4 separate regions of the Mus musculus genome follow, and regions 1, 2 and 4 are each linked to region 3. The links are chromatin contacts, called in public HiChIP or PLAC-seq and Micro-C maps. All regions are on one chromosome and are shown on one strand. Each heading gives the region's core, a stretch centred on a gene start, on an enhancer-like site or on the middle of the called end of the contact. The rest is flanking DNA. Distances are from core to core; before and after follow the strand shown.

The links. Hi-C and Micro-C count contacts between places; a contact is called where the count stands out from the background. HiChIP or PLAC-seq counts read pairs in DNA pulled down with a chosen protein or histone mark.
Region 1: a contact with region 3 is called in an H3K4me3 HiChIP or PLAC-seq map of bone marrow-derived macrophages, with 6 times the contacts expected there. The contact joins the enhancer-like site here to the promoter of Sfmbt1 in region 3. A contact is called at or near these places in 3 of 39 promoter capture datasets (embryonic stem cells, hippocampal neurons and pre-B cells), 2 of 115 datasets of contacts at active chromatin or transcription factors (bone marrow-derived macrophages and large pre-B cells) and 2 of 9 other capture datasets (embryonic stem cells and liver).
Region 2: a contact with region 3 is called in an H3K4me3 HiChIP or PLAC-seq map of bone marrow-derived macrophages, with 3 times the contacts expected there. The contact joins the promoter of Capn7 here to the promoter of Sfmbt1 in region 3. A contact is called at or near these places in 4 of 39 promoter capture datasets (liver, pre-B cells and stem cell-derived epiblast-like cells), 1 of 484 Hi-C or Micro-C datasets (embryonic stem cells) and 1 of 115 datasets of contacts at active chromatin or transcription factors (bone marrow-derived macrophages).
Region 4: a Micro-C map of embryonic stem cells shows a contact between it and region 3, with 7 times the contacts expected there. The contact joins the promoter of Bap1 here to the promoter of Sfmbt1 in region 3. A contact is called at or near these places in 5 of 484 Hi-C or Micro-C datasets (embryonic stem cells, muscle stem cells and myocytes), 1 of 115 datasets of contacts at active chromatin or transcription factors (bone marrow-derived macrophages) and 3 of 9 other capture datasets (adipose tissue, liver and pancreatic islet).

Annotation. Positions count from the first base shown.
Region 1 is chr14:30,107,869-30,114,692 of GRCm38.p6, reverse strand. Cacna1d (calcium channel, voltage-dependent, L type, alpha 1D subunit) reads left to right here. Exons shown (of 47, transcript NM_001083616.2): 19 at 377-524; 20 at 3,498-3,627. Among named protein-coding and RNA genes, the nearest start is that of Gm52106, 38 kb to the right of the region's middle. Within about 2 kb of position 5,427, at least 6 of the 459 cell types and tissues checked have an H3K27ac peak or open chromatin away from gene starts, as enhancers often do. A contact at or near this core is called in bone marrow-derived macrophages, where this site is marked.
Region 2 is chr14:31,335,305-31,342,949 of GRCm38.p6, reverse strand. It overlaps Capn7 (calpain 7), which reads right to left and starts at 6,312. Exons shown (of 21, transcript NM_009796.3): 1 at 5,967-6,312; 2 at 2,807-2,915. The coding sequence starts at 6,068.
Region 3 is chr14:30,712,553-30,719,503 of GRCm38.p6, reverse strand. Sfmbt1 (Scm-like with four mbt domains 1) reads right to left here and starts at 3,889. Exons shown (of 21, transcript NM_001166532.1): 1 at 3,629-3,889.
Region 4 is chr14:31,249,943-31,257,206 of GRCm38.p6, reverse strand. It overlaps Bap1 (Brca1 associated protein 1), which reads right to left and starts at 5,718. Exons shown (of 17, transcript NM_027088.2): 1 at 5,553-5,718; 2 at 5,428-5,457; 3 at 5,253-5,307; 4 at 4,147-4,279; 5 at 3,632-3,751; 6 at 3,113-3,174; 7 at 2,898-3,040; 8 at 2,568-2,646; 9 at 1,998-2,121; 10 at 1,547-1,694; 11 at 912-1,096; 12 at 416-546. The coding sequence starts at 5,589. It overlaps Phf7 (PHD finger protein 7), which reads left to right and starts at 5,892. Exons shown (of 11, transcript NM_027949.2): 1 at 5,892-6,502.

The sequences.
Region 1 (6,824 bases), core at 4,178-6,677, 610 kb after region 3:
GACAGACATAGCTTCTGCCAGAACAATGGCTATGGGATGTAGAAGCCCAAAGGCAAGCGTGTCTGTGACTCAAAATCCAAGTTTTTCAGCCTAAAACTGAGCAAGGGGGTGTAGGGAAACAGCCAGACGCTGGGGAGTGGCAGTGAGAATGTCTGACTGTGGCCTTGTTGTGCCCCGGAGGGTGCCTCCTTCCACAGGAGCATGTCCCCACCCCCATACACATGCAGCCCTTATTCTGAATGAAAAGAGAGGCTGTTTTAGCCACAGAAGCAGGAGTTATTGTTAAATTTTAAGCCCCATTTTAATGCAAAGTTGAGAACAATAACTTAAACCCATGTGCAATCTTTCACACCTATAAAAACTGTTCCATTTAAAGTAGGTGAAGAGGAAGAGGAGGAGGAAGAGGATGAGCCCGAAGTTCCTGCTGGTCCCCGCCCTCGCAGAATCTCAGAGTTGAACATGAAGGAGAAGATTGCGCCCATCCCAGAAGGAAGCGCCTTCTTCATTCTTAGCAAGACCAACCCGTAAATACTCCCTTCCTAGTCCCTTCACCACTATCTCTCTCCAGGTGACTCTTAAAAGTGCTGGGTCTGGAGTAAAGAAAAGTAGTTCCCGCCCCCCTTCTGATCTCTGAATGTACAGGGCCCCTTAAGGTCCCCTCCTCCTCCTTACCTGTGTCAACCATTCAGCCGCGGGGAAGTGTCCTGTTCCTTTGGGGGTACAACAGAGTGCTGGGAGGAGCCTGCTCTAGAATTCCTGCCCTCACAGCCTGCATGGGAACAACTACAGGAGCCTGCCTAGCTCAGTAAGACCTTCTGGGAGGGCCTGTGGCTCTCCTGTTGTGTACACGGGCACACTGGCCACTCTAGGACCCTTTCTGAACACATGGATCTTGTTTTAAGATGCTGTATGGATTGAGAACTCTGCAGGCAGGTTCTGCACAACGTCTTCATTTTCAGGTCCCATTTAGGAGCTCTTTTCCCCCCTGTTGAGTTTTATGGTATTGCTCATCACGCTTTATATGCTATGAGCAGTTGACTTAGCACTCTGATACTGTGCTTAAAATAGCATTTCTCATAGTAAAATGATAAGGTGCTTACCAGGAACGTGGTAATGACTCACAGACTGCGTGAGGAAGAAGTCTATTTACTAGCTGGTTTCTAGGTTTAAATCATCTGGGATTAAGTGAGCTGCCAGGGGGAGAGGTGGCTCCTGGAAAGGCTTCTAGAGGAACTGCAGAAGTAGTTCTTGGCCGTCAAGGAGGAACACTGTGTAGTTCACAGGCCCAGAGGAGGCTCAGGTGGGAAGCAAGGCAGGCTGGAGGCCTTGAAACGTGACAGTTTCATGATCTTTTACAAGATTAATATGTCGGTGTTCTGTGCAGATGACAGGAGGACACATGTGCCACCGTGCATCGAGGGGCTAGAAGCCACTTTATGGATTTGGTTATTGATTCTGGAATTGTCAGGCTTCATACAAATCTTTACCTGCTGACTGATCTGGCCCACACCGATGATTTTTGTATAGTTCCTCACTGAACATCCTTAAAACAAACAAACAAACAAACAAGCAAACAAAACCCAAAATGGCGGCTGTGAACTGTTACTGATGCCTGCAGTTCATTGCATGTTTATGTGTGTGGGAGGAATGGGTCCATTTTCCCAGAAGTCAGGAGCATCCCTGCCCCCAGGCCTAGCTTTGGCAGTGCGCAAGTCTTTCAGGAAGTGCACAGCACAGAGCAGCCACAATGGGAGACCTGCACTGAGGGGCCACCATCATATAAAGTGATTCTTAGTTTTGGAAATGAAAAGTTACTTGTCCAAGGGCAAAGCCCATCCATGTTCTTTAGTCCACGCCACAGCAGCAGCTGACCAAAGAAAACGCTGTAAATCTGAATATCGAGAGGGAGGAGGTTGTAACCCAGCCCTGTGGGACCTCAGTGGAGCAGGAGAGGTTCTGATAGGCCCCGAGAGCTGTTGAGAAAGAATTGGATCTGGTTGAAAGGCACGGCGGTCCTTCTCGATTCCCAGGGTTGCAGGATTCAGTAAGAAACCTACCATGTGACACAATGAGATCCTCACACGTAAGCAAATGACAAGGCAAGTTTTGCTCTGCCTTCTAAGGACTGCTTGTTGTGGATCAGCTATTGACTAAAAAGGTGACCTTTATGGGCCCCTGAGACGGCTCAGTGGGTAAAGGTGCTTGCCACCAAGCTTGGCAGCTTAAGTGTGATCCTTTCAGATGGGCCCATGTGAAAGGAGAGAGCTAACTCCCAAAAGTTGTCTTTTGCATACACACACACACACACACACACACACACACACACACACACACACACACACAGGAGGGAGAGTGAGAAAGACAAAGAATAAATAAAAGTCATAAAGTGAGCTAAGAATAGGACATTTATAACAAACTTTCCAGACAGCAGGAGACATCACTAAGTCTCACTTATTACAGGTCATATTTGTAAAACAGCTGCCCTGTGGACAAAGATGGGAGTGTGTCCCACTCTTTGTGTTAAAATATCCTTGAGAAGATTAAATTGGACAGCGTTTAGTGAAGCACAGAATGATTCACAGAGGAGCAGCCCCGAGAGCAGAAGGCAAGCCATTCCAGGAGCTGCGGTGTGGCGAGAGAATCATGGGCAGAACACTGGGATGAGGGGGAAGCAGCTCATCTGGCCATAACACCACTGGGCCTTACTGGAGTGTGGTCTGGTTGGTTGGCAGCCTGTGATTGGCTGAGGCTCAGCTGTTTGTTACCGCAGTGTCTTCCTAAGTTAGGCCTCCAGTTAGTAGCTGGGTTGTAGTTGGTTGTGTAGGTAGTTACTCTAGGGACTTCATTTGCTCAGTTTCCTTTCATAAGTCAGGCTTCATGCTGTGGTAGGAAAAACTAGGGGTAGACATGCTTGGATCTGAAATCTACCTCTGCTTCTCAGTAGATTCGTTACCTTAACATTCTTCCATAGCCATAAACCTCAGATGCCTCATATTTTTAAACTATTTTTATGTCTGTGAGTGTTTTGCTTACATCTATGTGTCTGTACTACATGTGTGTAATGCCCACAGAGGCCAGAAGAGGGCGTTGCATCCCCTGGGACTGGAGTTATGGAGGGTTTGTGAGTCCTTGTATGGGTGCTGGGAACTGAGCTCAGGTCCTCTTAAAGAGCAGCCAGTGTTCTTAGCCATTGAGCCATCTCTCCATCCCCACTTCTGGCTCCCATCTTTTGGAGGGATAGTAACCCCATGTGCAAAGACTAGATGCAGTGCCCTCTGTAGCTCTCCCAGCACAAAACTTCTCACACCAAAGTCTGCCTGTAGGCTCCGTGGGACAAATTGTGGGCCATATTGTTCACCATGGGTGGAAAACAAGAGCAACATAGACGCCGGCCAGCCTCCTCCTGTTCTCTCCTGAAAAAGCCTCACACCTTGGAGGACCCCAGCAGGCTCCGGCCCTTGTCTGCTCCTTGGTCCATGCGGTGCTTTTCTCCACAGGATACGTGTGGGTTGCCACAAGCTCATTAACCACCACATCTTCACCAACCTTATCCTGGTCTTCATCATGCTGAGCAGCGCTGCCCTGGCTGCAGAGGACCCCATCCGTAGCCACTCATTCCGCAACACGGTAAGCCTCTGAGAGAGGAGATGAGGGTGGGACCACCCTGGGGGTCAGCCCCAGCCTGCCTGTGTCAGGCACCATCCAGACAGCAGGCCCAAGTGTGGGAGGCTTGGACTAGAGCTTCCTGTGCTCGCTGTGTGTGGTGCCAGGGGTTGCTTTCTCTGGACGAAGTGAGTGGAGATGCTCGATTACAAAGAAGCCTCTATAATATTGCTCGTGTCTTCAGGGACTTCTTCATTCCTTTCTTCTTACTATGGGGTTTCCCGTTCCTTACTAGAGGCACACTGATAGCTCATTAGAGTCCTAAGGGGAGGAGATAAACTTGAAACCACCCTGAGTAGGTTCAGGAACTCTGACCTTGGCTAGTGAAAGCCCTCTCTTATGTGAATTTACCTAAAGCTGCGCAGCTACCCCACTGGTGAGAGACACAGATCAGGGAGAAGACGTGAGACCAAGTTGAAAGGGGCAACAGGCGGTAGTTACATCTTTGATTATTCACCCAGCGTCATAGCTTAAGGATACACTTCTCATTCAATTTTCCCTATCAGGCTGCCCAGAGCCTTTAAAAACCAATTCCCCTTCTCCCCCAAAAATGTAAAATTCAAAGGAAGCTAATGCTGGAGAAGTCAGTGTATTTGTTGCTATTGTTGGATTTGATTTTGTCTCCCAATGGAGCTATTTTGAGTATGAATATGTTGCAAAAGATCACCAATATCTGAGACTATTAATGATACTATGTTATACTTGCAGATAGGAACACGTTGTCCCCTGAAAGTCTCCACCCAGCAGCTGACTCAGATACAGACATCCACAGCAAAACAGGGATAGGGCTTGGCACTGATGTATCTGTGTTAGAAGATACTTGTTTCTACATTAGTCTTTGCTTCAGGATCTCTTCCCTAGCAGTTCATCTAACTCAGCACTGAGCAAAGGCCAAAGACTCGTTCAGACAGCCATGGGCCCGTTGGCCATCGCATCTGGATCTTGAAAGGCAGTGTCTGATGCTGCCGAGGTACTGCCCGGGAGAGGCAGCATAAGCACAGCCTACCTCTTATGCCAGCAGCTCAGTGCCAGGCTTTGTCTCAGTAACCACGCCTTCACGTTATAGCTCCCCATTCCAGTTCCTGGCAAACCTATTGGTGATGAAAGGATGCTCTCAGGAGAATACGGAAGGGACATTTCCCAGTGGCTCAGGGAGCATCCCTATAAAGATGAAGGCAGTGAGCCTGCCTCAGGCCATCCTCACAGACTCAGCTTTGATTTGAGATCCCCCAAGCCATCTTCATTTAGCATTTAAACGGAGTGGACACACACCCCTCTGTCCTTGAGCTCCATCATAAAAATGGAGCACAGGGCAGGAGGGTGTTTAGAGACTAATCATGATGTCACAGGGCAGGGGCTAGTGCAGGTTAAGTGTGTCATCGTCTCTTTCCCAGTATTCAGTTCCTTGGTTTTCCTTGTCTTTCGGGTGTGTGCTGCTGTTATAACACTACAGAGTTTCATTTTAGCAATAGCTGAGTTTCTAGTGACAAGGGGAGTAGAGGCCACATGAAGAAAGTACTTAAGTCTAAGAACTGGGATTGGCCCCTGGGTACCACATTAGTGTGGCTGCCAGGTACTTTCAGTGTGGGAAGAGAGGATGAGGGAAAGGTGGGGGCAGGGGGCTGATAGTTGACTAGAAAATACACAGTTAGGCAAAGCTGCTCTAGCATTGCCTAGTAGTGCAGAAATGGGAAGTTTGGGACAGGGTTACCTCTGAGGAGAGCTCCCCTACTTCCATGGAAGAGACGCACAGCTCCCCCTTCTGTGGAGGAGAGGTATTGCATGCTCCAGCGGTGACTCCTATAAAGGAGATAACAAAGCCCTCAGACTCTGGACTACACCCACCAACCTCTTTGCCTGTGACTGGCTTTGTGGCCTGAGCAGATGTCCCTGCCCTAGGCCAAATGGTCTCTACAGTCCTTCCAACACCAATATCTTCAGTTCTTTCAAAACCATAGATGGGCTGCTAAGACAGGTCAGTAGCAAAGGGCACTTGTCACCATGCCTGGCCACCTGAGATCACTTCCCGGGACTCAGATGGTAGAAGAAAAGAACTGATAGCTAAAAGTTGTCCTCTGACCTTTATACATATACTGTGGCATATGCATGTGTCACAGACAATAGGTAGATAGATAGACAGACAGATGCAATAAAGCCACAGCACACATATCCATGAGATCAGCACCCAGGACAAGCTTGTGTACTGGCAGTTTTGCCTGATATCTTTCCAGTTGAGAGTCATGGGGTCCTCAGCACACTATGAGTAAGCTTGTTGCGGTGGTTGGACTTCTTGTTCCTGGCCCACTTGCCCTGATTCTGAGTCTTAGTGGCTCTAAAAAAAATCAAGAACCTTGCGTCAGGAGCTCAGAAGATTTTATAGATAATAGGTGACATTTTCAGGAATGCCAATAGAGCAGCCTATACTAAAAATTGGAATGCTACGTCAGTATAGTCTTTGCATGGACCCAGAAAGGCCAGAGTCAGCCTTGAAAGAAAGCAGAGTTTACAGAGCGTGGCAGGAGGAAGACACTAAGTACAAATCATGGTCACAGACTGAGCCATCCCAGCATATGTGGGTGGGTTCAGGACATTACTTGATGATTACATTGTCCGGGGTGGACAGGAACACGTGAAATTTTCTGACTTCATTTGATGCAATTAGCATTTTTACTTATGCTTTTTATAATTAAAAACAGTAGCCATATGGTGCTGGGAATAGATCCCCGGGGCCTTGTGCTTGGTTGGCACCCTTGACTCCTTCACTGACATTGTATTTCTTCACCAATATGAGGCACAGCTAGATAGCAGAGCATTTCATTCAAGTTCAAAACTGCCAAAGGTGTGTGAGTCTCATTTATCAGGTGCTACAACCCACTGGGAGCCCATGCAGAGGGAAGTTTATTAACACAAGACTTTCAGAAACAAGTCCCTTTGGGTCACAATAGGAGCCTGGGAAGCCAGTCAGCCGAAGTGGGTAAAGGAAGCCAGGCTCCCCAACATTCCTTGGTGGTTGCAAAGACGAGCTATGGGTGGGCGAGAGGGGTCCTTCTGAGTGTCTCAGCCTTCCCATGGGAGCAGCAGGTTGTCCTGCCTGGAGAAGGGCCTCTGGACAGAAGCTGGCGGTTCTGCTCTTGGGCATGAATCTGGCATCCTTGGGCTGA
Region 2 (7,645 bases), core at 5,063-7,562, 620 kb before region 3:
TTCTATATCAGGTGATTTCATTTCAATAAACCTAAAGCAGAAAGTTAGCCTAGTAATCTTAATCTCAACATTACATTTGTTAATTTCAAATTGATATTTTTCTTCAGTCAGAGGTCAACCTACCCCCTTGAGGTCCTTGACTATAAACAAGCTGTTTTAAAATTTGAGTTTCTATTTTCTTTCTTTAAAAACTGTTTTGAGCGACAGGGTTACATATAGGCCAGGCTGACCTCTTAGTTTACTATGCAGCCAAGGATGACCTTGAACTTCTGGGGTTTTTTTGTTTTTGTTTTTTTGGGGTTTTTTTTGTTTGTTTGTTTTTCGAGACAGGGTTTTTCTGTATAGCCCTGGCTGTCCTGGAACTCACTTTGTAGACCAGGCTGGCCTCGAACTCAGAAATCTGCCTGCCTCTGCCTCCCGAGTGCTGGGATCAAAGGCGTGCGCCACCATGCTCGGCTACTTGAACTTCTGTTTATCTACCACCAGCACGATAGGATCACAGGCCTGTGCCACCACATGTACTTTATATACAATGAGGAATTAAACCCAGGGTACTGTACCTTTAGGCAGCACTAAGCCAACTAAGCCACTTCCCAGCCGATTTTTATTTGCCTATCTACTTCTATGCATTCTGAGACAGAGTCTCATTCAGCTTCAAACTCAGAATCCTCCAGCCTCAAGCTCCTAAGTACCTGGATTATAAGCATGCCTCACCACACCTAGATAAAATTGAGGCTCTGAACAAGATTTGTATTTGCAAGTCCTTTTTGGCTTAAAGTAATAAATACAGAAGCCACTGACTTCTTGTAGATTATATATACTACATTACAGAACAAAATAAGGAAAATGTTCAAAGGATTAAGATATTGTCTACATTAAAAATACTTTTCCCATTCCGTCTCACTGGCATATTCTTTAAGAGAGCAGTGGTTTTTCTTTGGTAATAAATAGTCACATATATAGATAGTATCAATAGAATTCACTTTCCAGGGTCAAACACAATTTGTTTTAGTTTTGAATTGTTGCTGTTGTTCAAGCTGATCTCAGATTCATAGAGTCAAGTGCTCCTTCTGCTTTAGCCTCCTAAGTACTGGGCTGCAGGCTCTACCATCACACCAGTTCAAAGGCAATTTTTAAAGTTCTGCTGTATTTAATACAAAGTAAGGAAATGTTTCCTAATTCTCTAGCGAAAAAAATAATTTTGTATTTTTCACAATTGGAAGACCTTTAAGGATTTAGAGAACACTGCTTGGACATGACTGTGTATACATAAGACAGAAAAGATGGAAATTCCCTTTAGTTACCAGTTCCCACTCCTAAGCTAGAATCAGCATATAATCTTTTCCTTCTAGAGAAGTCTGTGTTAACATTTGGCTTAATCTACAACACTGCAGTGTTTCTATTGTTCGGTTTCTGCATTTAACTTCTGCCCTCCTAAGGGCTCTTCTACTACCTTCTTACTTACCATCTAGCCCAAACAGTCATTCAGTTGATTGTTTAAATAGAGGAAAACATCTACAGAAAGGACAAAGAAGCTGGGCGGTGGTGGCGCACGCCTTTAATCCCAGCACTTGGGAGGCAGAGGCAGGCCGATTTCTGAGTTTGAGGCCAGCCTGGTGTACAGAGTGAGTTCCAGGACAGTCAGGGCTACACAGAGAAACCCTGTCTCAAAAAAAAAAAAAAAAAAAAGGAAAGAAAGAGAGAGGAGAGGGAGAGAGAGAAAGATAGAAAGACAGAAAGAAAGAAAGGAAAGAAGGACAAAGAAGTCATGGAAATAGTCCCAAAAACTACCTTCTAAACTTTAAAAATAATTTCCTGGGAAAATAGTATATGAAGTAATGTGAATTACTTATAAAACAAAGCATTACACTTAAGAACTTCATTTACTTGGCTGGAAAATTAAATTCTTTTTAATCATGTTGGGTCCTGTGTACCCTGTCCCCCATGTTGAGAAGGAAACCCATAACATAACCTCAAGTATGCTAAGTAAGTGCTCCCACTGAGCTCCTTTCAGAGTCCCCAACAAGATGTTCTGAATGCAGGGACGGCCATAGCTTTCTACCAAGCCAAGTGCAATGCACAGACAATTCCTACAACTCATGCAACTTCTGGACATCACTGTAACAGGAATCAGAAGTAGTTCACATAGACTTTATCCTAACTACGTGCTTGTAACTGCTCACTCCACTCAGAACAAGTGGCAGGCAGTAACAAAATTCATTTAGAGTACAAATACCCTGAGCACTCCTCCGTGAATTATCCAGCAAAGGAAAAAAAAAGGGGGAGGGGTCTAAAAATCATCCTAAAGGGGTGAATATATTTCTAAGCCAAATGTTAGCATTATTTTTCTTTTCCACCCACACAAACAGCAGATTTTAACACTAACCCTTTTCCTCTAACAAAACTGATCACTCAGCTTATGTATACTTCTCTTGTGGCACATGCTGCGCTGTTCATTAAAAAAAAAAAAAAAAAGACAATTAGTGACTTAACTTTAGGGTCAGAATAGGTCATGTGTCTGATACTTTAAAAGCAGGCTCCGACAGTGTCCCCATCCTAACTTTGCAAGTGATAAATTCAATGTAGAGCATCTACTATCTCTGAAGCTAGAGAAAACTAACTCTATTACCTCTAACATTCTTCTAATAGATCTATAAATTCATTTCCACATCTTGATGTTGTAAATTTCTTTAAGAGAGTCTTCTCAGTGAGCAGAGAGTGCGTGTCAAGATCCAAGGCAGAGAGACAGGGGAAGCATGGAGTAGGTGTGGTGGGCAGGAGAGGGCAGGTGGAGGCTGTGACTGACCTGCAGAGTGAAGGGCTTGCACTCTTTCCAGATACTCATTGATCTTCTCTTGGATCCTTTCTAGGCTGGATCCTGCCATCTCAGCATAAATTAAAGCTTGGGCAGCTTCCTTAAAAGATAATAATAATATAACTCAAAGAATCCACAATATGAATTTTAATTACTACTAATTTTCTATTCATTTCATGATAACAAAACAAAAACATCTTCAAGATATTTTTCATACAGCAAATAAGTTATAAAATCCTCTAATATCTTTTCTTCCACTTTCAATATCCTTAATTTTTATATTCGGTTAAAAAATCTGAGAACCCAGTTATTAAACACTTCTTCAGAGTAGCCGTGATTTACATATTTTCTGTCTCCTTATGCATAAAGCAGATGTAAGTTATATACTTTGAAAGGGCATACTGGGTCTTAAAAGCATTAAAACAGGACCTGAGCCTTAGCTCTGGCACAACAGTTGCCCAGCATGCATGTACAAGGCCCTAGTTTCAATATCCAGGTCCACCAGAACCAAATCATTAAACAAAACAAAACAAAACAAAAACAAAATATCAACTTGAAAAAAAAAATCACAAGAAAATGTAAAGGTAAAAAGTCTCAAATTAGAATTAAAATATTAGGGTAGAACACATTAAAATAGATTTCAGTTTTATGAGACAAACTGAATTAAGAAAACCTGATTCACCTTCTAGCAACCCATAACTTCCATAGCCAACTGGGCTATGGTTAGTGAGGAAGAGCTTCCATTTTCCCCACTACTGTTCTAAGATTAACAATGCTATCCATCTAGCAAGAGCAGACAGAGATTCCTGCTAGTGCCAGCCCCTCTCTGCAGGAGCTGTGTGCTACCTCACAGGCCTCATGCTGTCTCCACAGCAGCTACCACTGAGCATCACTTTGCAAGCCAGCTTTTGAACAGAAGTTGTTTAACTGAGTCCTACAAAATCAGTAAATGCAGTTTAGACCCATGAGAAATTCAACCACAACGCCAGGTGGGGTAGAAAGGATGAGTTCTTTAGGGTCCATAAAGCAGGTATTTCAAGGAGAAAACAATGACTTTCCATATAAACATTAAACATTAAATTCCTAATCTTACATGACCCGTAATCAATAAAATACATTATATCTCAATAGTTGAACTTCATATATGTAAATTAAATATTAGTTCAGAGTATATTTTACCCCTCACAGGTAAGTACTGGTTTTCAAATAATCACCTTGCTTTTTTTAAATAAAATTTTATTTATTTTATGTATATGAATACACTGTAGCTGTCTTCAGTCAGACACACCAGAAGAGGGCATCGGATCCCATTATAGATGGTTGTGAGCCACCATGTGGTTGCTGGGAATTGAACTCAGGGCCTGTGGAAGAGCAGCTAGTTCTCTTAACCACTGAACCATCTCTCTAGCCCCCCACCTCGATTGTTTAAAAAGTCAAATTGTTACCAACTTTATTTTACTCATTTCATATTCAAAAGTGAAAATAGAATAAGGGGCAAAAAATAAAGACAGGGTTTCAGTATGTAACCCTGGCTGGCTTGGAAACTGAAAAGTAGACCAAGCTAGCCTTAAATTTATGGAGATCCACCTGCCTCTACCTCGAAAGTGCTAGGATTACAGTAGGTAAATAGCTCTTGCTCTAGTGCGCTTGCTTGATCGCCCCCCCACCCCACCCCACCCCACTCTCATTCTGTCTCTCTCTCCTCCTAACAGGGCCTCATATGTCCTAAGCTGGCTGGTCCTTCTGACTCCTGGTTTTACACAGTGATGAAGATCGTAGCCCTCCTCACTTTCTTTTTTAACTTTCTAAAGGATGAATTTTAATTCCTAAATGACAACTTCTAAAAGGAAAAAAAAAAAGTTACATAGTATCTTTAGTTTTAGAAAAGGCTATTTACATTGAGAAAGTCTTACAATGTAGCCTAAGCCAGGTTGAATTCAGTGATCCTCTTACCTCACTGTACTGGGGGTGGGAGGGTTTAAAAGCAAATTAGTAGGTGCCACCACACTAGGCTATATGGTAGTAGTTTGCTGACTTAGAATTTGCTGAAGTTGTTTCACAAAACTACAGCAGAATTTTCTTTTAAAGAACTATCACCTGGTAGTCAGGCATGGTGGCACATTCCTGTAAATCTCAGCAATGGGAAGGCTAAGGTAAGGGGAAGACAAATTTAAAAATAGCTTCCACTATATAGCAAGAACCCCGAGAACGAGGGCGACAGGGCAGGGAGACACCGACACAGACACAACACAGACAGATACACACACACACATACACACACACTCGGGTGTGGTAGGGAGGTAGGATTGTAAAATCAAAATTAAGAAACTTAAAACGAATGATCCTAAAACAAAAGTGTCTAAATATAAGGTAGGTTTTAAAATAAAAATAGTAAAATATTAGCAGAAAGCAAACCACGCTTTACTGATAACACGTAAGCATAAGGGGGAAATTTTTACTACTTCCGTATAATCAAGGAAAAGATGCCCATATCATGACGATACAACTGGAGGGGTGTGTTTGCAAACCTTCAGGACTGGAGAACACAGGATGAACTGCGGAAGTGCATACCCTTTGACAAGCAACTGTGCTCCCCATCATCCAAAACAAGTATCACATTTTTTTTAAAAAAAAGCTCTAAGGATTTTAACTGCACTACTTCAATGCTGGAAAGCCACAACCAAATACAGAACATGCTGTAAACGTAGCACATGCAAGCAACCAAAGGTTATCTAGGTACAATGCAGAAGTGAGATGTCAAAATAGTACAAACGATATGATTCAAGTTTGGGGGTAAGAAGGCGTGTATACACACATACACTCAGAAAAACAATCATGGAGACATACATCGAATGCTAGAGTACGATGAATTTTTTTCCTAATTTACTTTTTCTTTCTACCTGGAACGTGCACTATTAGCATATTCTGACGGATTACCCAAGGTTGGCCTCACATCAAGGGTTGCATCAAGGCCAACAGACAGCGAACAGGGTGTTCACTCCCCATCCCACCTCGGCCGCCACAAGCAGCAAAGCGGCGGGCATCTGCGGCCTGACAAGCCGGACAGCCCCAGCAGGACCCCGCCCCTCCGCCTTGGGTTCCGCCAACACTCGATCGGGTGACGCGGCCGGAGCCGAGTGCTTGTCCTCACCTTGTAGTAAAACACCGCCTCAGAGTAGCGGCCTTCGTGGTCGCGCTGCACTGCCAGCCGCGCGAACTGCACGGCGTCCCGCTCCAGCGCCGACGCGTCCATGGCGCCCAAGGCCCCACGCCGGGGGAGGCAGACAGGCCCTGACGCGGAACCCCGACGCCCGGAGGCACTGCGGCGAGAACTGGGGACCCCGCGGGTGGAGTGGCAAAGTTTACTTTCGAGGGCGGCGGAAGAGATGACGGAGCCCCACTACCTCAGACCCGCCCGGAGGACTGCGAGCTCCGAGCAGCCCGGGCTCGGAGCCCTCGCGGCCGCCCCCACCCCTCGCGTCCTTGCTCCGCCCATCAGCCGCATTGCGCAGGCGCAGTCGACCCCGGCCGGGAGGGGGAGCGCTCCCGCCGAAGCAGGCGGGGCTCAAGGCGATCGTAGGTGGGCGGGGCCAGAACAATGTCCAGTGGGATTGGACAAGAGGAAGCAGGTGCCAGGGCGAAGCTGAGGGCTCCGCTTCCGCCTGCTAGAAAGAAGGTGCCAGTGCCCAGGAGGTTGTTGGAGAGAATCAGGGGATGGCTTGAAAGGAGCATGCGCGTTATGGAGCCCTTGGTCCGCTAAGTGAGAAGGGTAGGCGGAAAGAAACAATCAGTAGCACCTCGTATTGCCAACTGGTTTAATTAGAAATAAAGATATGAAATGAGGCTAGGAGGTGCTTTTGAGATGCTCTGGTAATGTTCATTTGACAAACTAAAGTATGACCTTCTACGGCTCCCCAAGGCACACCGAAGTGTATTGTTTGAATTGTCTACAAACCAGATGATGTATTTTTGACTTGTATCTTAGGGCAAGTTGAAGGTTGTAATTACATAGTAAATGGTAGTGTGGTTGCTTTCTTTTATCCCCTTAAAAGTTTGAATTCAGCAGTGATGAAAATTAACTAATGGCAAGTGCCAGAACTTGGATGAGATTCAAAATCCATGCTGTGTCAAAGTAGCAAGTCTTGACAAAATTATACACTGTATGATCCCACACATAAGAAACATTAACGCAGCATATGGTGACACATTCCTGTAAGCCAGCAGTCTGGAGGCTGTGGTAAGAGGACTGGGCCAGCATGATCTACACAGCAAAAACCCTGAACGACCCCAGGAGGCATATGTCTGTTGTAGTGGAGCACTCTCCGTGCAAACATGAACACAAATCAGCTGGAGATATTGCTAAGAGTTGATTGTGAGCCTGGCTGTGGTGCTCGCTTTTAATCCCACCACTCCAGAGGCAGAAGAAGCAAATCTCTGAGTGCTTGGCCAGCCTGGTCTTCAGAGCTCATTACAGGATAGTAGTGTGGCCACACAGAGAAAACCTGTCTCAGGGAGAGAGAGAAAAGGAGTTGAATTGATTGTGATCCAGTCTAGAGTGGTATCAGCTGTCTTCAAGCTCAAGAAAGACTCCTTAGTGATGCTCATGCTGGTGGTTCAGGATATTCATTATCAAGGTCACAATGGGGTGGATGTTACTACTGAAACTGGTCAGTGTACAGCTAAAGAGGCTGTGGTCAGCATCCCTGAGCATCATGTGTGTCTCGACCCTCCACCTTGCTTGTGCCAGCTATGAATGTCTGTCGTCCCCTTCCTCCATTCTTACAATCTCAAGCCTTAGCAATAAGATTTTCTTCATACCAATCCCCTGAA
Region 3 (6,951 bases), core at 2,640-5,139:
TACATACAGGGCCAGCAGAAAAAAATGGAAACAGGCAACCTTGCAACGGACGTAGGAGGTTGGGGGAACCCTCCAGAACACACCAGAGACCTGGGAGATGAGAGGCTCACAGAACTCAGGAGGAGGGACCTTAGATGAAATGCCCCACAGTAGGAAGAGGGAACTTATAGAGCCCACCTCTAACAGGAAGACAGGGCATCAAATGAGGAAGGGGGGTTGCCATGCCACAGTCAAAAATCTGACCCATAATTGTTCCTGTCTGAAAGAACTGCAGGGATGGACATGTAGAAGAGCCTGAGGAAAAGAAGGTCCAGCAACAGGCCCAAAGTGGAATCCAGCTCAAGGGGAGGCCCCAAGGCCTGACACTATTACAGAGGCTATGGAGCTCTGACCTATCATGACTGTCCTCCGAAAGACCTAACAAGCAGCTGAAAGAATCAGATGCAGATATTTGCACCCAACCAATGGACAGAAGCTGCTGACCCCTGTGGTTGAATTAGGGAAAGGCTGGAAGAAGGAGGAGGAGGACCAGCATCTCAATTAACCTGGACCTTCAAGATCTCTCAAACACTGGACCACCAACCAGGCAGCATACACCAGCTTATATGAGGCCCCCAACACATATACAGCAGTGGAATGCCAGGTCTGGGTTCAGTCAAAGAAGATGCACCTAACCCTCAGGAGACTGGAGGCCCCTAGGAGTTTAGAGGTCTGGTTGGTTGGGGGTTGGGGACATCCTCCTGGAAACAGGGGTGTGGGGAGGACATATGGGATGTAGAACAGTTGGAGTGAGGGGTGGGGGGGAGATAAAATCTGGAGTGTAAAAATTAGATAAATAAAAGACAAAAAAAGAAAAGAAAGCCAGGTGTGGTGGCGCATGCCTTTAATCCCAGCACTTGGGAGGCAGAGGCAGGTGGATTTCTGAGTTCGAGGCCAGCCCCTGATCTACAGAGTAAGTTCCAGGACAGCCAGAGCTATACAGAGAAACCCTGTCTCAAAAAACAAACAAACAAACAAAGAAAATATTAGTAAACTAAAAAAAAAAAAAACTGTCATTTTAAAGGTAGTTAAAGCAGTATACCCATATTATGAATTCACTAGACTTTTAAAAAAATCAATTTTCATTCAATTGTCTTTGCAAATTCTAAGCTTAACAAAATTAATTCATCTGACACCTTTAACTCTTAACTTGTTCAAAAATTCATAATTTCTTCCTTCAAACCTACTCTCTACAAATCTGTATCCCAAAATGGGAAATGATATAATAATATAACGACTATAAACATAAAGACCCCCAGAAACCACAATCCTAACACACCAAAAACTGCTCAGTTAAAAATGTCCTCCTGAAGCCGGGCAGTGGTGTGGTGGCGCATGCCTTTAATCCCAGCACTCGGGAGACAGAGGCAGGCGGATTTCTGAGTTCGAGGCCAGCCTGGTCTACAGAGTGAGTTCCAGGACAGCCAGGGCTATATAGAGAAATCCTGTCTTGGGGGGGGGGGGGAGTCCTTCTGACCACAAAGACCAAAGGTCATAGTCTTAAGACCCTGTAGATACTGGAACCCTACACCAGTACAGCATCAGGACCAAAATGACATCTCCAAGGATACCTGCTATCCTTCAATAGTTAATACTGCCCTTTCACGTTCTAAAGGGTCCTGCTTCAGACAAGATCCATTGGTTGAGTTAGAAGTCAGGCCAGAGGTTGCCTTAGGGAAAGGGCAGGTGTTTACTCAATTAGAGGAATCCCTTGGTGGGGGGAGGGCTGGAAATGCTCTGTTCTGTATCTTAATGTGTATATGGCCATCAAGACTTATGCATATGTAAAACAAGGCCGAACTGTCCTTTCCCGATTTCATTGTTAAACTGTGAAAGGTGTAACTTCTTAAATATATTGAAATGCCTTCTTTAAAAGTCTGTGTTCAAATAAAGTCCACAGAATTATTCTGGATTTAGCTAACAAGATGTTTTTTCCAATCTATTTTTAAAAAGACACATATTGTGAGTGATTTTATGTAGATAGAACCTTTCAAAACTTTTTTAAAATCTCATTTTAAGAAGTCTCCAAATTTTAGAACCCAAAGCATGGTGATCTACTTATCCCACTTTTGCAAATAATAAGGAAGATAAAAAAAAACAAAAACAAAAAACAAAAAACTACACTGGGTAAGACACCTACCCAAAGATAAAGTGGCTCGCCAATGGTAACTGAGTAATAACCTTATAACACAACTGGCTCCTTCTCTCAGGTCCCTCTAGTTCCAACTGGCTGTTCCTGACACTGCAAACAAATCTGAACTCTGACTCTACCTGTGGCCTAAGAGAGTTCATTTGCTGCGAGTTAACAGGCCCCAATGTGTACTTACGAAAACACGTTCCTCCTCCTCCACCCCATCTAGACAGCTGACACAACAGTTACACGCTCAAAGCATTCATTTTGCTTCAGATGAAATAAAGTATGACATCTTAAAAATCGCGGTTCAGGAGAGGCCATACGCAGATAATGACTAATTCCATGTTACTTCCTTCAGATCTTTTTGATGAATACAGCAATCACAAGACACACACCACTTGGGGCCAGTAACTGCTGTGAGTGACCCGCGGGGAAGAGCGCCCACCAAGTTAAAAAAAAAAAAAAAGCCCTACAGGACGCGTCCCACCCCACTGCACCGCAAGCTCTAAAGATGACCTGGCTTTGACAGCTTAGTTTGAGACCCCACGCGAACAGCTGGCATCTCGGGGGGGAAACTTAACACGACGTCTATCCTTTCCGCGGGAATTTATCCCGAGTCTCACAAGGCTTTTCTGCTCCGCAAAGAGCAGGCCTTGCTTCCCAGGACACAGGGCTCGCCCCTCCAGCGTCTTTACAGCGAACAAAACAAGACTTGGGAACAGAAAACGAAACGGTCACGGACCTGCCGAGCGGCCTCAGGACGCTCCCCAGATCCGCGCAGGGGGTCGGGCGGCGGTGCCTCCCCAGGCGAAGCGCCTGAGAGGCCGGAGCCACCGGTTGCGGTGGAGGCTCAGACTCGGCCACCGCGCTTGCTGTCGCCGCCGCCGCTGCTGCTGCTGCCGCTGCCGCCGCCGCCTAGGCCCTGAGAAGTTGAGCGGCCGCGCGGGCTGCGGGTTCGCGCCCCGCCCGGAGCGAGCCCGGGGGGGCGGGTCCGCGGGGGCTCGGCGGGAGGCCGCTCGATGGGGGCAGGGGACCGGAGCCTGCAAGTTGGGAGCCCGCTACCGCCACCCGGCCACTTTGGCCTCTCGCGCCCAGCTGGGCTGACGCGCGCCGCTCGCCCGTTCTCCCTCTCTCTCTCTCTCTCCCGGCGCCGCCGGCCTCCGCCGCGTCCGCGAGGTGCCCGGGCGCGTCCCCGCAGCCCCCGCCGGCCGACGCGCCGAGCCTCGGGACCGCGCCAGGCCGCGCGCGCGGGCGCCGCGTCCCCCCACCCACTCCAGTCGTCCCCCCCGCCCAACGCGCCGCCGCCGCCCGTTGGCGCCTCAGATCGCGCGCTCGCTGCCCGCTGGCTCCCGGCGCTTCCCGCTGGCAAAGTTGCTGGGCCTCTTTGGGAGGGCGCCGCACCACCCCTCAGGCCGCCGCGCGGGAAGGCCCAGCCGGCCGCCCCGCTTTTTTTACCTGACGGGAGTTTTCGCGCGCGCGCTTGCTCGCTCTCCCCGCTCGCTCGCACGCCCGCCCGCTCGCTCGGTTTTCTTTCTTTCCTTCTTGGCGCTCGCCCGCGCGGGGCGCCTTTTCCGCTCGCGCTGCTCGCGCCCTCCTTCCTGCTGAGCCCGGCAGAGCGGGGCGGCCGGCAGCTCTCCCCGCCCCCCTGCACCCGCGCTCCGGCGGAGGCGGCGGCGGCGGCGCTCCGCGCTCCGACTCATTCCAATATGGCACGGACGCAAGGCGCATGCGCCCGCGGCCCCCCCACTCCCTCCCCCAGCTCCGCGGTCCTCCCTCCCGGCAACCCGCGCCCCTCGCTTCGCGCGCGTGGCACTCCCGACCCGGCCTCCCCAAGCCCACCGGCTCGCGGAGCTGGAGCTGCACGGGAGACGACGCGTCCGCGGGCCCGGGTCCATAACCCGCCGCTTTGCTCGCGTCCCCCTGTCCGCACCTCGCCGAAAGACACCCGCGAGGCCGTGGCGCTGGGCGTCGCGGCGTGAGCCTCTGATCCCCGACGGCGCCATGGACGGAGAACGGCTTGGAGACGGCGTCCTCGGGCTCCGGAGGCGCGTCCTGGCCTTGCTTGGGATTCTGGAAAGAAAGACCTCACCTCGGGCTTCTGGACAGAGCGGCTCGGGACCCCGCGAAGTCCCTGATCCATCCGTCCCTGGCGAAGCGCGCCACTGTAGCCCGCACGTGACCACCTCGAGCAAGATGGTATTAGCAGAGAGGCAGCAGTTCTGCAGGTCCCCAAGGGGCGCATACCGTGGCCGAGGGAGCTGCGCCCGCCCGCCGGACCACGTCGGGAATCCTACACGTTCTTTGAGATCTAGCAGGGCACTCTAGTGCTCGTCTACCGAGTCCGACTCGAACGCCTCTACGTACCTCATGTCCAGGCTCAGTAAATGAGTTGTCCTGCCGCAAAGGGGCACAGGTTGACCTAAGAGCTTCAGGAGAAGCTCAAAAATGCTGTGAATCAGCCTCGAATCGGAAGGTGCCCACAGGCAGTTACGTTCGGCTACTCAACCCTTCTTCAGCGAGCACAGGTGTCAATAGGAAGCACACCCACCTGCTCCAGAAAGTTCCCTCAGAAGAAAATCCCAGCGCCTGTGGGATCCCGGAGTGCCAATGAGACCAGACTCTCCAGCCTAAGATGGCCTCAGTCAGGGGCTCCTACTCAAGGAAGACTCCTTTCTTTTAGAGAAGAGGAGGCGAGACACACACACACACACACACACACACACACACACACACACACACACACACGAAGGTCTTGGGATGCTCCCATTAGCATCTTTCTCATGTTTTTGGGCAACCTTGGGAAATATGCACATTACAAACGCCAGATGATTTTTTTCTTTTTGTAAGTGTAAGCACCATTGAAAAGACAAAGTAACAAGAAAAAAAAATAAAGAAGAATATAAAAGGATATTCAATTATTGCTACACAATTTGAGCTCCCACCCACCCCCTCCCAACACCCCCCCCGCCCCGGCCAAAAACAAAAAACAAACAAACAAACAAACAAAAAAACCCTTCTTCATAGATACATGCTTGCAAGCACACATTTTCATTTATTTGCTACTATGACTAACATTTTTTGTTTGCATGGTCGTTTTTAAGGTATATAGTTCCTGCTTGTGTATTTTATTACATTGCAGTTGTCTGCTAACACATCCATGCGGTCCACAGATGAGCTGAGTTTCTAGGAATGGGAAAGTTTTTAGGTAGAAAGCTGTGAATGGCCCTCTCTTGCCCCAGTTCTTTCACCAGCAAGGAAGAGTGTAAGGAATTGAATGCACATTCCTAAACACTGAGGGACAACTTTTCTCCCCTACATTGAATGATGCCTAGTTTAAGGTGACCTTATTTGGCACTTCTTGGATGACTAAACATTCAAAATTTCCCCATTTGCTATCTGTATTTCCCCTTCTGTACATAACCTGTTGTTCATATCTATTGTCTCGAGTTGAATCTCTTCTAACTTAAAAAAAAAAAGTTTTTTTTTTCTTTTAAGGATCTTTCACTTTTGTTATTGAAGGGAATGTTGCCCCTGTCTGATGTTCTTTTTTGCTTTAGTTTACAGTTCATCTGTCATTCTAGTCCTCTGGGTGTTGGTTGTTTGTTTACTTGTTTTTGTTTTTGTTTTCATTGTTGAATGCCAACAAAGTGAGCTTTCATGCACCTGTCTACTGGTATAATTTCTTTGCATATTTTATTATTCTAAGATCATCTATCCAATCTTAGTTTTGCTCTGTTTTGGAGTAAATAGATAAAAATGTAGATCTAATTTCCTTCCTCTATTACAATGGTTATTGTTTATGCAGTCACCATTTATTAAATAATTTCCCCTTGTTTTTTGCTTAGCAAAACCTACATTTTTTGCTAAACTTTTGCTTTTGGATTGTGTATTTCAGAATCATCCAGTTCCTCCCATAGACCTTGATTTCAGCAAATACTGTATAGTTATAACTACTGGTTCTTTGAAATAGTTTTTACATCTGACAAGGGTCAATTTCGACCATGAGAACATTTTTTTTAAAGATTTATTTATTTATTATATGTAAGTACACTGTAGCTGTCTTCTGACACTCCAGAAGAGGGAGTCAGATCTTGTTATGGATGGTTGTGAGCCACCATGTGGTTGCTGGGATTTGAACTCAGGACCTTCGGAAGAGCAGTCAGTGTTCTTAACCGCTGAGTCATCTCTCCAGTCCAAGAACATTTTTTAAAATAGGGTTTACATGCCCATACATGCCCTTATAATTATAGAAGGATTAAGAGCATTGGTTTCAGGGCTGGAAAGATGGCCCAACGATTACCAGTACATATTGCCCTTGCAAGAGACCCAAGTTCAATTCCCAGTGCCTACATGGAGTCCCAAGTTCAATTCCCAGTGCCTACATGGAGTTCACCTCAGACTGTACTTGGGCTTCAGGGGATACAGTGCCTCAGACACCAGCACTCACATGTTCATGCCCACACACAGGCACATAATTAAAAATAAATAAAGCCCTTTAATTCCAGCATTTGGGAGTCAGAGGCAGGCAGATCTCTGGTCTACAAAGTGATTTCAGGACAGCAAGACTACACTGTAAAACCCAGTCTCAAAAAAAAAAAAAAAAAAAAAAAGTCTAAAAAGAACAAAGAACATGGGCTTTGAGAGTAAACAAGGCTCAACAATGAGCAGCCCTGTGACCTAAGTTACTGCCTAGTCAGGCCTGACAGTTTGGGTTTATAAATGGGGATCAGAGTAATACCACCTCACAAGTTCAATGGCTGGCACATAGTAAATGCTTA
Region 4 (7,264 bases), core at 4,469-6,968, 540 kb before region 3:
ATCTTCTTCCCAAGCCCAAATGGAAGCTCTTACACTTGGTCTAAACAATCTCTTAGCAAGAGCTTCCTAAGTGCCAGAGTATAGGCAGGTGGCCTCCTCTACTCTAGCTATCTCACTTCTAACCTTCTAGTGCTCTATCCTCCAACAAAAGTGCCATCCTACTCAGCAAATCATCTCTCCAACCTCTTCTCCTACCCTAATTCTTTGAGGTCGGGCTGAAAGATCACCTCAACAAAATGTACTGACACATACATGGTAAGATGTTTACCTCCCCCTAAACTTATGGGTTAGCCCCTCAAGCCAGCCTCCTCCAGGGCCTGCATTCTGTCTACTGTTCTCTCAGACGCAGGGTGGAATATTGAGAACAGGATCTGAGGTACCCAGAGTTTGACACCGTCTCCGAGTCAGGACTGACCTGATGGCAGGGTTGGTGTTCTGCACGTCCTCGTCCTCATCCTCGTAGTCATCCTCGTCTTCAGAGTACTGCTGGGGCGCTCGGACGGGAACGCGGCTGCGACCCACTCCTGCCGCCAGGTCTTCCTCCTCCTGGGGCAGGCAAGAGCGGTAATGAGAGAGCTCACCCAAGCCAGGCATGGTATCGCAGCTAGGGAGGAAGATAACTAGGCTCTTAGCTGTGCGAAGTGCTTCTAAAAGAAACAGAATGCCTTGCCACATACTTTTGAGTTACCAGGAGAAACTTTCCCATGTGCCAAGGAGTATACCCAACTGTGTGGCAGGCAACTGGACTTAAAAGTCAGAGAAGCAGCTCTCTTAGCCACCTTAAGGCCATGCGCTCTGTTGGGGCCTATGAGTACTAGAGGAGCCTGGTCATCAAGAACCAATCAGAGAGTCAAAGAATAACACTGGGAACCAACATTGTGGCCTCTCAGTTGAGGGTACTTCCATCTTACCTGCATAGGGGATTTGGCATAATTGTGATTGTCTAGGAAGGCTGGCAGCCGCTGGACAATAGGGGCAGGGTTTGGGGGAACCCCATTGAGGCTGCTCCCTGGAGGCTTCACCACCAGCTTACATTTGCTGGGAGGACTATGGGTTGTAGTTTGTGGGCACGAACCAGCCACCTCCTCTGCACCATCTGAGACAAGGCAAAGTATAAATAGGACATTCAGCTGTGTCCTTAAGAAAAGCTACAGTCCATAATCCTGTGACAGTTGTTTCCCCCAGTGAAGACAGCAAACAGCATAGGCAGGTAAGCTCTAAGTCACACAATGAAAAAAAAAAAAAAAAACAAAAAACAAAACAAGACACAACAAGAAGGCAGCCTATAGATAAAATAATAGGGGTGGGAGGTATGGGATGGGATGGACCACCCAATACAGAGAGGTGTGGGTCTAGGGTCATGATAGTCCTTTTCACGTATCCTTTAGGAAAATCTCACTCTACTCTCCCTGTTTTAATGGGAAAGCTTCAGGTACTGGGATTTCAGGCCTCCTGCTAGAGCCCCTGTACCAAGTACCTTCTTGAAGTGCTTGTGCTTCCTATGTCAAGCTACGATGGATGGCTGATGCCCAAGTCCCTCTAGTACCTGTCTGAGTGCACTCAGAGGCCACTGGGGTTCTGCCTGCCTCCAGTCCAAGGGGGGACTTGCTGCTGGCTGGCTTGCTCTCCTCAGGCAGCTGTGACTCTTGAGATTTGTGGGTCTGAATCAGCTCCGGCTGGGTTACTCTAATCAGCTTAAAACAAAACTCAAGCTTAGGAGAGAAGGATAGAGCCAGGTTTCCACCATAGATAGCTAAGGGCCTTGACCCTGCCTGCCTGCTTATTTATTTATTTATTTATTTATTGGAAAATAAAAAGGCCAAGCCACAACATCGTTTTAGAAGTTAAGTTCTACCACCCTTACAAAGGAAGCAAAGGAAAGAAATGGTTAGTTAAAGCCTCAATCTACAAGACACTGATTTGGGAATTAGAGACAGATACTAAATAAAATGTAGGAGAGACAGGGAGCACTGGGTTGGCAAAGCCAGGCAACTTACCTGCTGCAGGGCCTCCAGGACTGTTTGTCGGTTCACCTTCAGTACATGTAGCCTGGTCTCATACTTAATCCTGCGGTCAGGCACCACTGCCATCAGGTTGAAGCGAATGTCATGATAGGGCTCCCTGCAATCACAGTGGCAACCATGAGAGGAGTTCCCACCCCAGACCTGACCTGCTGTTAAGACTGAGGCAAGTGTCTTGCCAGAGCTCCTCTCACAGTCACATCTGTAGCTCTAAGTATAGGCTCCACTCCAATAGGCAGCGAGCAGCCAGACACACATCTGAAACCCAGCTACACCTTCCCATGAGCTCTGATAGAGGCTTGTCAGGAAGTAAGCCAGCACACCTGTGCTTCTTAACACGCCCCCCGCACACACACACACACACAAGGCTTGTCCCTCCTCCAGCCCAGCCCAGAGCAGGCCACAGGCAACCTAAAATTTAAATCCCAAACCCCAAGCCTGATCTTGCCAGATACCATGGGGCCTTACAATCTACAGATCATTACGCTTCTCTCTTTCCCCCCAAAGGGGACATAGCTCCAGAAGGACACAACCAAGGGTTCTTACCCTGCAGTAGCAAGACCGATTCGCTCCATGATGACCCTTCGAGCTTTATCTGTCCACTCCTCGTCCTCTCCCCAGGGCCCTAGGGAAGACCAAGATGAGGAATCAGCAGGTGGGAAACCCTGAGATGGGGTAGGCCAGGGTTAACAGATTCGTGTGGTTGAGAAGCTACAAGCTAGACACATAAACAGTATAAGATGAAACCATGGCAAGAGTTAGATGTCCCTGGTATCCACTCACGCTCCTACATCTCAAGGATCTAAAGTCCCTGAGACCCAGAAAATCAGAAGGAAGCATGAAAAACCCAACAGGCCCCTTCCTCAGAAGGCCTACCATGATCAATTGGGTAGACTTTCAATCCATCCAATTCAAAGAGCCTCCCTGTGATAGGCACATAGCTGACAAAATGAAACGCCTCCATGGTCCGCACTGCACTGAGGCCATTCTGTTTCTCAGGAAGGTGACGTGGTTCTGGCCTGGAAAAGGACAAAATCAGAGACATCCTCCACCACCCCGACCCCACATCAGCAACCATAGCTCTCACATACCTGGCATGGCTATTATGTGCCTTGGCCAGTTCAGGGGCATTGCCAATTGCATATCCTTTGCTCTAAAAATAAAAGAAGACTACATAAATACAGATTCTCAGCTGAGCCTCTGAATAGGGGAAGAGTTCCATAAAGCAGGCTTAGAGGCATTCCAGGAATCCCAAGCAGCACAGATGACCGTTCTGAAAGGGCAGTGGTGGCAAATGAGACCTTGCTTAGGATTTCCTACAGAGATGGGCCATATTGGCCGTGCACAGCCATCAGTGACTACTGGGGAGCAACACAACAGAAAAGGTCTGACCCAGATCACTTAAGTCTTTTCCTTCTATCATCTCATTTAGCAGCAAAGCCTAAAATCAACTACCTTCCACATTACTTATGAGTCAAATAGATGTTAGTAAACATTTGAAAAAGAAATGACCAAAAAATACCAGATACCATGCAGTGGCATTACCAATAGCTCTGAGGATCAGATGTGCCCAGCCATCTGTAAGCATGATCTAAGGTACTGCAGCGTACCTCAGGACTGAAGCCTTTGGTGAAATCCTTCATTCGGCTCAGCGTGGGCCCCAGATCCACATTGCTGCAGTTCAGAAGCACGCTTAGCAAGGCGTGAGTGGCACAAGAGTTGGGAATCAGCTATAAATCAAAAACAATCACTCATATACCTCATATACTCTTTACCCCAGACATCCCCATGCCCACACTTATTGAGAATGAAGACTAAAAAGAAAGATGTCAACATCCTTTAGTTTCCTTTGTCTTACCCAGTCTTTATTCATTTAACATGAACCAACTAAAATACCTCCTATCTAGGGACATGGAGAATGTACTAAAACACCACCAACTACAGAGGTATTCCCTCTAATGAAAAAGAGTTAGGTCTGTCTGCCACAGGGTTTCTGCAACAGTTTCTCTTGGTTCCAGTCTAGCGCTTCTTCCTGCTCCCCCACTGCCACCTTCCACACAATACCAGAAACAAACAAAGACAAAAATAGCATCCTGGCCCGAAACAAGCGCAGAACTCAGCAGACCTGGTGAGCAAAGAACATGTTATTCACAATATCATCATCAATCACAGACGTGTCATCCACCAACGTAGAAACCTTGCGGCGGGACCTGCGCTCTTCGATCCATTTGAACAGGAAGATAAATCCATACACAGGCCTAGAGAAGCAAGAGGCAGATGACAATCAGCATCCCCTTCTTTCTCTCCCTAATCCTTTGCACTGAAATGCTCTTGCACTGAGTCCCTCACTCTTAACCAAACTGTATCCAACATGGCTCTGAGACCTCAAACCCCAGAAGCCTATCACAGGCAGTCAAGTATGAGCCTGAAGCTCTCAAACCCCACTCGGTCTATGAGGTCTAGGCAAGAGAAGAAGGAAATCTGGAACTGCTGGCCCAGGATGGAGCAAGGTAGGGACACAATAAAAGGCACAAAAACGTTGATGAAGAATTAAGTACCAACTCACTGGTGGACCTCGGCCTCCAGTCCTAGTAAAATGAGTATAGTGCGTGAACTCCCAAACCAGTTCCTTCCCTTGGAAGCAGTTAGGTTCTCTATGCCTCTATTCTATAGATTTCCAAAACAAGACTCTGAGTTTAGGTACCTAAAAAAGGCCTTCTCACACTAACCAATCAATACAGGACAACTGTGTTCAGTTTTGTTGACACATGGTCTCACTAAGTAGCGTAGGTTGGACTCAAACTCAGAGATCTGCCTGCCTCTGCCTCCCAAGCATTGGGACTAGAGGAGAGCGCCACTAATGGTCAGGACAAATGTTGTGTGGTGATTAAAGGCACAGCACATGTGGTGATGTAATTAATGGACTGTACACTTACAAAAAAGGTGCAACACTATGCAACGGAGGGTTCCGGCTGCAAAACCAGAAAGGCAGCTCAACTGTACTCCACGAGTGCTTAGGGTTAAAAGGAGGGCTACAGCTTTCTAAGGAGAAACACTGAGGAAAGACTGAGAAGAAAAGAAAAGTCCAAGAGGGCACCCACAAAGAGTGACACTTTCTTATGTGATATTTTATATAGCTCAGGTTTTCTAGTACTGCCTCCCTTGAATGGGGTACTATTCCCCTGCCCTTTCTCGGCCCTCCGGAGGTAAGGGGGCGTCCCAGCCACTCACCCCTGGCATTTACTCTGAAGGTCATAGATCTCCTCCACTTGCACCCCTTTGACACCTACGATCAGGAAAGGAGAGGTCGGCAGGGCAGTCCCAGGCTCTGCTGCGAGAACTCAAGGACCAACCCCCACATCCACACCAGCCAGGGACCGAAGGTCGTGGGTAACGGGGTTCTTACCGAAATCTTCCACCAGGAGGGTGAAGAGGCCTGGGTGGGACGACAAGAAGAGGGATTTGTCATGCAGGTGCGTCCGGGGCCCATCCGGCCTCCCCAGCCCCCGGCCCGCCGAGGCCCCTCCGTACCTGGGTCACTCTCCAGCTCCAGCCAGCCCTTATTCATCTTCCCGCGGAGCGGCCTCTCAGCGCCATGTCCAGGCCCTGCTAAACCCGCGCCGCCCCCAACCGGGAGCGCCCACCGCCCTTAGGGCTTCTCAGCCCCGCACAGACAACGGGCCGCGCCGCGTCACTCGCCCGCGCCGGACGTACAACGTCATCATCACACGACGAGCCTAACCCGGGGGCTGGTCTTCCGCCGGCCGAACGGCGGGGGCGGAGGCGGAGACAGAGGCGGGCATGCACGCGCGCGCGCGTCGAGGCGAGGGCGCGCACGTGCGGAGGGCGGGGCGGGCGCGCGGCCGTTAGCGGTCCTCGTTTTGGCCACAGTCCGCGTGACCCCATCCCCCCTCAGCACGCTCGCCTCCTTCGACGGCGCAGTCACCGCGCGGGGCGGCCGCCCGTGAAGTAGTTACCACGTCTTGTGTCAACGACTAAAGCTCCGGGACAGCGGCGCCCTCGGCGACAGCTGGGTGGGCAGCCTGGGCTGAAAGCGGTGGCCCGTAGCTTCCGTGAGAGCGAGCAGCGGAAGCAGCCTCCAGCCTGGCCTCGCCACAGCCGCCCGGCAAGGGAGCCCTGGCATGCGCGGAATGCTCCTTGAGCCCTCTTCTGACTGTTACCTTTGGGGGACGGTTGTGGCCACACTGACGTATTTTCCAAATAAATCGTTTATTCTTGCGGCGGCGGGACCGAACACGTTAATATATTTTTAATTTACCCAACACTTTTATCCAGTGATACAACTTGGTAAGCGTTTCGAGCGAGCATCCGCCGGGTTAGGAAATCGCGGACTGAGCAGCTTGCATTTGCCACGACCGTCCTCAACTGTTTTGAAGATTCCATCTTATAACTACCAGTGTGCACAGACTACTACTCAAGTAACGTCGTGTCCCAGCGATGCAAAGAACTGAAATCTCAAGGTTTATTTCTATTTTAACACAGTCGGGTTTAGCGCCAACATACTAGGAAGTAAAGTAGATCCCCGTGGGGACACGGAAAGGTTCCAACCCATCTCAGCCCATCCACGTTTAGTAAGAAAACAAACTGATGTTAGCTCTGCAACTGCATCTCCTGTGTTGGGAAAAGCTAGCGTGAAGTTTTGATGGCTTGTAAGCAGTTAGCAGTTAGAAAAGTCTGACATTCATGAAGAGATTCAGAATCGCCAGCCTTGACTTGAGGCTCTGGATACTGAAGTATAGTATATCTCTGGAGGGACCTAATTGACTGAGGTCTTTTAAGAAATGCTGTCCAAACCCGGCAGTGGTGGCGCACGCCTTTAATCCCAGCACTTGGGAGGCAGAGGCAGGCGGATTTCTGAGTTCGAGGCCAGCCTGGTCTTATAGTGAGTTCCAGGACAGTCAGGGCTACACAGAGAAACCCTGTATCGAAAAACAAAACAAAAAAAGAGATTTATTTTATGTATATGAGTACACTATAGCTGTCCTCAGATACACCATAAGAGGGCATCAGATGCCATTACAGGAGCCACCATGTGATTGCTAAGAATTGAACTCAGGACCTCTGGAAGAACAGTCAGTGCTCTTAACCATCTATCCGACCCGGTTCCAATGAGATACTGCAATGAGATAAAATTATAACACCGTAGTTGATGTCAGCTTTTGTAATCATTAAATCTCACCTAGGATCACTGATTCTGACCTTGGCCATGACGTTTATCTCTC